Linked DNA regions of Nomascus leucogenys: region 1 is linked to region 2. A link is a contact called in public Hi-C data. All regions are on one chromosome and are shown on one strand. Each heading gives the region's core, a stretch centred on a gene start, on an enhancer-like site or on the middle of the called end of the contact. The rest is flanking DNA. Distances are from core to core; before and after follow the strand shown.

What was found. Hi-C and Micro-C count contacts between places; a contact is called where the count stands out from the background.
Region 1: a contact with region 2 is called in a Hi-C map of a lymphoblastoid cell line, with 4 times the contacts expected there. The contact joins two enhancer-like sites. A contact is called at or near these places in 4 of 4 Hi-C or Micro-C datasets (a lymphoblastoid cell line and an unstated tissue).

What each region holds. Positions count from the first base shown.
Region 1 is chr4:72,935,890-72,939,398 of Asia_NLE_v1, forward strand. All of the region lies in intron 5 of LDLRAD4 (low-density lipoprotein receptor class A domain-containing protein 4), which reads left to right. Among named protein-coding and RNA genes, the nearest start is that of FAM210A, 95 kb to the right of the region's middle. Within about 2 kb of position 1,767, the one cell type or tissue checked has an H3K27ac peak away from gene starts, as active enhancers do. A contact at or near this core is called in a lymphoblastoid cell line, where this site is marked.
Region 2 is chr4:72,866,550-72,870,175 of Asia_NLE_v1, forward strand. The region is part of intron 4 of LDLRAD4 (low-density lipoprotein receptor class A domain-containing protein 4); the gene reads left to right. Among named protein-coding and RNA genes, the nearest start is that of FAM210A, 160 kb to the right of the region's middle. Within about 2 kb of position 1,677, the one cell type or tissue checked has an H3K27ac peak away from gene starts, as active enhancers do. A contact at or near this core is called in a lymphoblastoid cell line, where this site is marked.

The DNA.
Region 1 (3,509 bases), core at 517-3,016, 69 kb after region 2:
CACAGTGGACAGAGCTTTGGAAGAGTCAGTGCTTATCTTTAAAGCAACAGTGTCTCAAATAGTCCTTTTACTGATGTTGGCACTGCTCAGAACGTTTGGGAATTACCTTCAGGTTTTGAGGTTATTTTTAAGTGACAAGATCTCACTTTGTTGCGCAGGCTGGAATATAGTGGCATGATCATAACTCACTGCAGCCTCGAACATTTAGGCTCAACTGATCTGCCTGCCTCAGCCTCCTGCGTAGCTGTGACTATAGGCACGCACAACCATGCCTGGCTAATTTTTAAATTTTTTGTGGAGACAAGGTCTCACTGTGTTGCCCAGGCTGGCCTTGAACTCCTTGGCTCAAGCGATCTTCCCACTTCAGCCTCCCAAAGTGCTGGGATTACAGGCCTGAGCCACTGCGCCTGACTGGTTTGTTTTTATTTGTTTGTTTGTTTGTTTTTTTAATCAAGGGAAGTTTTGTAAAAGCTTCTCCACAGTGGCAAATCTTCCTTTGCAAAGACCAAATAGGAAAACTGTTTGCTCTTTGGGGATACATTTGATTTTTGGTACCAGCCAAAATCCATTTAGAGTTAAGTCTTGTTCATTATATAGGTGATCAAACCAAATGATACAATTTTGGTGCAAAGGCAAGCACGACTCAATTAGTTAGATTGATGTCTGAGTTACAAACTGATCTGTAGAGAAAGGTCAGGAAGGACCCACAGAAAACTGACAGCTGTGCCTGGGAAGGAAGTAAGGACAAAGGAACCCTGGTCTGTGCAGTAAAACTTTTATGGTAAGAATGCATTCATGGCCGGGCGCGGTGGCTCACGCTTGTAATCCCAGCACTTGGGGAGGCCGAGGCGGGCGGATCACGAGGTCAGGAGATCGAGACCACGGTGAAACCCCGTCTCTACTAAAAATACAAAAAATTAGCCGGGCGTGGTGGCGGGCGCCTGTAGTCCCAGCTCCTCGGAGAGGCGGAGGCAGGAGAATGGTGTGAACCCGGGAGGCGGAGCTTGCAGTGAGTCCAGATTGCGCCACTGCACTCCAGCCTGGGCGACAGAGCGAGACTCCGTCTCACAAAAAAAAAAAAAAAAAAAAAAAAAAAAAGAATGCATTCATGTATTACCTTTGCAATTACAAAACATCCTCTGATCATGTAAACTGATGCTGAAGGCAGTAATGTGCTGGGCATCTATAGACTCCCAGGGTAATTCATATGAACATGGTTTCTATGGTAGTTAAAATAACAATTTTAAATAAAATGTATGAACATTTTTATCAACAAATTTATAGTAATCTTTTAAATATATAAGGTATTAGCATTAATAATTTAATAGTAAAATCTGTTGGTTTATTTTTTGCTTAGTCCTTGAAAGTTGGTGTGGTTTGTTCTGAAAAAAAAAAAAAAAGAGAAGAAGATTAAAAATTATCTTAATGATCATAACTCTGGGTGGCTCTTGTTGGGGAGGCTCACCAGGCTGGGGTCTGGCTCTTGGCGAAGCCCCAGCAGCTCTGTGACCTTGGGTGAAGGTCACAGAAAATCCCCTCTGAGCCCTGACTTCTCACATGTGAAACGAGGCAACTGGGGCTGAGATCAGGATGACGCCTGCCTGGATCTTGTGTGGTTCCACATTTTTCTGCCGCCTGGAACTTTCTCATTCCCAGGCTGATTCCTCTTGAAGTCCGATTGCTCACTAACCCCAGCACCAAGCTGGGAGAGGCACCTCATATTGCTTTTCCCCGCTAGCCCATTGCATTGTCCCAGAAATAGAAAGGATTCCCTTCCTTTTCTTCCCAGCAGACCTTCCTAGATGATTTGTCTTCTCTCTTAAGGGATGTGCCCTAGATTGAGCAGAGTTGGGGGATCTTGAATCTGAGAAGTCTGATGATGGATTCCCCAGGAGGAAGAAAGGGGGAGGTGCAGTCTCTGACAGCCAGGGGTACTGGCCTCACATCCAGGCTGTGACTGCCATCTAGAGTGGAAAGGACGGTAGTGATAAAATATCAGGATGGTGGAGAGGCTGCATGAAAAAAAGGGAGAAAACAGGGAAAATTGATTTTATCAGAAGGCAAAGGTGTTGCTGAATATCCAAAGATCAGTTTCACCTCTTCTTTGAAATTCTCACTGTGGAACAGGGGAAAAATAGATTTCCAACTATTTGAGGCCATAAAATACATTCATTCACTGGGAGGTTAGCCCTTGGGTAGAATCAAAATACCCAGCAGTAGTCTTGCTTTACTGCAGACTGACCGGGGCGCCTAGAGAGGAATATGCCCTCTGTCCTCAGTTTCCCCCCATCTAAAATGAGGGATAACTGGCTTCATCTATATTTAGCCATGAAGAACAGTAAGAAATACATTTTATATCACAACACAAAAGCCTCCTATAATGCAATTAAGGCAGAGGTTTTACAAAACAATACTTACAGTGTGCTCAGATCATTTCTATTCTGTTTCAGTTTTGGAATGCTGGCTGTGACCCACTTAAATGGATTTTCCAGCTCTCTAAGAGGTTGCAAAGCACATGCTGGAAAACACTGTGTTCAGTGCTCTCCCTGTTGTTTCCAGTCCCCACATCTGATCATTCCTGGGGTCCTCTGTGTGTGTGTGGAAAGGAGAGTGTAGCTGAGAGCATAAGCCCAGGAGGGTTCAGGGCGTGGTGTGCCTTGCACACATGGACGCATGGCAGCAGGCTACAGCCCATGGTGCAGCACAAGGGAACCCTCAGTAAGTCATGGCTGCAGATGACTGTCCTTTAATAATATGAAATTTATTGGTTGGAAGAAAAATGATCCAAAAAATACAGAAATGAAAAGGATTATAAAATAGTGCTACGAACAATTGTATGCAAACCAGTTGGATAACCTAGATGAAATGAAAAAAATATTAGAAACAGCCTACCAAGACTGAATCATGAAGAAATAGAAAATCTTAATAGATCTATAGCTAGTAAGGAGATTGAACCAATAGTCTAAAATCTCCAACCTAGACCACATGGCTTCAGTGGTAAATTCTACCAAACATTTAAAGAATTGACATCAATCCTTCTTAAACTTCTAGAAATTTCAAGAGGTGGGAACACTTCCTAACTCATTATGAGATGAGGCCAGCATTCCTGATACCAAAGTCAGACAAAGACACAACAGAAAAAGATAACCATAGACTAATATTTCTTATAGATATTGATGCAAAAGTCCTCAACAAAATACTAGCAAACTAAATTCAGCAGTATATTAAAAGGGTTATACTGGCTGGGCACAGTGACTCACACCTGTAATTCCAGCACTTTGGGAGGCTAAGGGAGGCAGATTACTTGAGGTCAAGAGTTCTAGACCAGCCTGGCCAACATGGTGAAACCTGTCACTACTAAAAATACGAAAATTAACCAGGCATGGTGGCACACGCCTGCAATCCCAACTACTCTGGAGGCTGAGGCAGAAGAATCCCTTGACCCTGGGAGGCGGAGGTTGCAATGACCTGAGATCGTGCCACTGTACTCCAGCCTGGAAGACAGAGCA
Region 2 (3,626 bases), core at 427-2,926:
GAGCAGGTGAATTTATTTTTGGGAAACAATATACAGATAATTAGTTTTGGAAATGGGCTTCTGTTAACTTATCACCCCTTACCCTTTTCTGGGGCAACATCCAGTTATTTTTCCTCAGTCATGGAATTTGGGGCTTTTGAAAATGTCTCTATGAGAAATAGACACACACCTTGCAACTCCTTAAGATCTTGCTCTTGTAATTAAATTTTTGAGCACCATTTTTATATAGGAGTAAATGAGATAATTAAGAGATGTTTCAAGAAAGAGAAGTATATGAGAAAATAAATGGTTTCTGCTGTGTGATTAAACACTGCAGCTGAGACCTTGATGAGCAGTCATTTGTTGGAAGTGTACTTCATCACTGGGAGTGGTGTCCTGATTATAGTTCAAGAAACATGTTGGGAGAAGGGAAAGACGGACGTGATGACACCTGTGCAAAGACGGATGTGATGACACGTATGCTGAAGCATGTCTTGACTCAGTGTAGGATTGATACCAACATCTCTTGGACGTTGTGGGATATGGAGGATTAAAATATACAATAATTTATGCTAGTGATGCAGCATAATGAGGACTTGCTGTGAATCTCAAATCGATTTCGGAGAAGCTGAACCTAAATGTTTTCCTGATTGTCAAACCCTCCAGTAATGATTATAAATAACCACTGTTTTCTTTATATTAGAGAAAACCTAAAAGAAAAACCAAACATGTTCAACAATGAGCAACAATACAAAAGAAAAAGTACAAAGTCTAGAATATACAATAACGATTATTAGCTAATTAATTTTACTCAACCACCTGGTGTTGGGGGCATCCCTCTCCTCTCTGGCATGTTAGAGTGAGAACTTTCTGGTCCTATAGATCCAGGCCCAAATCGTGGTCCTGGCTCAGTCTTTTTAAGATATGTGTTCTTGGACAAGTTGCTTGATGTCTCGGAGTTTCCATTTCCTCATCTGTGAAAGGTGACCATCACACCTGCTTTTATAGGTAGATGTGGCTTGTTGTAAGGGTAAATCACCGTGTAGCTGTGTTTGGTAGAGGGACTGTCATGGAATCACCATCCTTGATCCCAGTGACCCAGATTGGCCGCCTTGAGGCTTTGAAACTCTCAGCCGGCTCTGCCAACCTACATCAGTGAGACCTCAGCCTGCCTCGTTTCTCCACTCCCTTAACTAGGCCCATTACTTTGAAATTTGTTATCAATGAATTTATTTACATTTTTAAAATTTTATTATATTTAATTGACAAAGATTGTCTCTATCCTGGGTATACAATGTGATTATTTGATACATGTATACATTGTGGACTGATGATGACAGTCAGGCTCACACGTTCACCACCCACGCGGTCCGTCAGAGCCTCAGAACTTGTTCATGTTATAACTGAAAGTTCGTACCCTTTGACTAACATCTCCCCATCGTCCCCAATGGCCCAGCTCCTGGAAACCCCCATTCTACCCTGTGCTTCCGTGAGTTCCACTTTTTTAGATGCAACATGTGAGATTTAAAAAAATATCCAGTGAAGGCTGTCAATGGGACATTGATGAACTTGGGGGCCATGTGAGCTCTGGGCTGGTGCCTGCCCCTCCCACCCAAGGAATCTCTGCTTCCCGGGCTGTGCCCTCCTGTGTGATCTGAAGTAGGGAAGTGGTATACTAACTTTTGGAAACATTTAGCTGCCAAGTTTCCTCTGCTGCAGGCTTTAAATAGATCCAACTGAGAAAGGAAGGTAGAGCTTGAACCAACTGCCACCCTCTATATAGAGACGGTTGTCGCCTGGTCTAGTGTAACAAATAGAGTTCTTTGTTAGAAGAGGAAAGAAACTTAACCCCTCATTTCCCATTTCTGACGATTTAGAGACAGACCTGATGGCTTACCAGAGATACACCTGAAGTTTTACTATTTCTTGTCACTCTATATTTTTTAGTAAAACTTATTTTTATCTTTGGAGATGACAGGCATCTTTGTTTTAGGGATGACTAATGATGCCTGTAGATAACATGAGCATGTTCGCAACCCCCAATTAATCTTTAACCCAGAATCCATAGAGCGTTTTTTAGGCCGACAATTAGACCTAGTTTAATTGTGGATGGATGGTAGGATTCCAGACACTTCAGATGAAAATCCATCCAGCCATGCCTGTGAATGCCCCTTGGAAGGAGGTTGGAGCTGGGCCAACTGAGAAGGTGGATATTGCATGTCCTGACTCCCCAGATCTGTTTACACAACGGCAATTTTCCGGATAGAGTGGCACGAGGAAGGAAGTGAAAGGGGGATAGTCTTTCTTCATTTGGGGAGGGTGAGTCTAGGGAGCAGAATGGACACGTTCTGCAGCTTTGCCATGTGACTCCTTTCAGCACAACAGAAAACATACAGGGCACAGAGCTTCTTACTGAATGCCTCAATGGTCACGACATTAGTGCATCAGCAGGACTGGAGGATGGCAGCTAGGAGTGCTGATAAACGGGAGGCTCTATCCTTCTCATACATCAATAAACACTTAAGTGCTTGGCAAATGCCTGGCCCCACAGGAGATGCAGAAGCCACAAGACCGACCCCTGTTCTCAAGGATCTTTAAACAGATGGCCCCTCAGTGATTCCTGAGCTATGATTTAAACCCCCACAGCTAGGTTACAGCTGGGCCATTTTCTTTTTAAAAAATTATTTTTATTTTGCTATTATTTACATTTTTTAAGAGAGTCTCTCTCTCTCTCTCACCTAAACTGGAGTGTGATGGTATAATTATAGCTCACTGCAGCCTCAACCTCCTGAGCTCAAGTGGTCCTCCCACCCCAGCCTCCCAAAGAGCTGGGACCACAGGTATGCACCACCACACCTGGATAATTGTGGTTTTTTTGTAAAGATGGGGGTCTCACTTTGTTGCCCAGGCTAGTCTTGAACTCCTGGCCTCCCAAATTGTTGGTATTATAGGCGTGAATCGACACACTCCGGCATAGGCCATTTTCAAACTCCCAGATTCTCTCCCTTTTGATGCTTTTTGCTGATAATTATAGAAATTTTACTTTCCTTTTTCCCTCCTAAATGGAGCAGTATTCTGGTTTGGAGGATGGCTGCCATTCAAGTAGTCCTTGTCAGAAGCAAGCCTATGTTGTTGTATCTAAAGGTAAATTGCACATCTCTGGCAATTTTCCTTGCCCGCGCGTACACCGAAGCCACCCCCAGCGCTCACCTTTGCCACGTGGCCAGGCCTCAGGGTGGGGCTTGCTTGTCTTTCCCCTCTGCTAAGACCTGCATAGTTAGTGCTCTGAGAACCTTTCCTCGCCTCACCTGCTCTCCTTGGTTTTTCTGTTTTTGAGAATGGAAAAAGTTCATTTTTGTGTTCCCATTTTCTAAAAAAAAAAAAAAAAAAAAACTCACAAAAAAGTCCAAGCCTTTGTGGGGTGTAAGTTGTGGCTAGTGCAGCAGGTGAGGGTGCACAGACCCGTGACCCCGCCTCTGTGCTGCCGCCCCCCTCCCTCCTGGAGGGGCCATGAGTGTGGAAACCGTTTCCCTTCATTGCCTTGGCAGTGCTCCAGCCCTCCCATGATGATTTCCCTGTGGCTGGTCGGGGTCATTCAAGTCCAGGTGTGCCTTGCTCTTTAGGCATGTTTAGGCTGAAATCTCCTG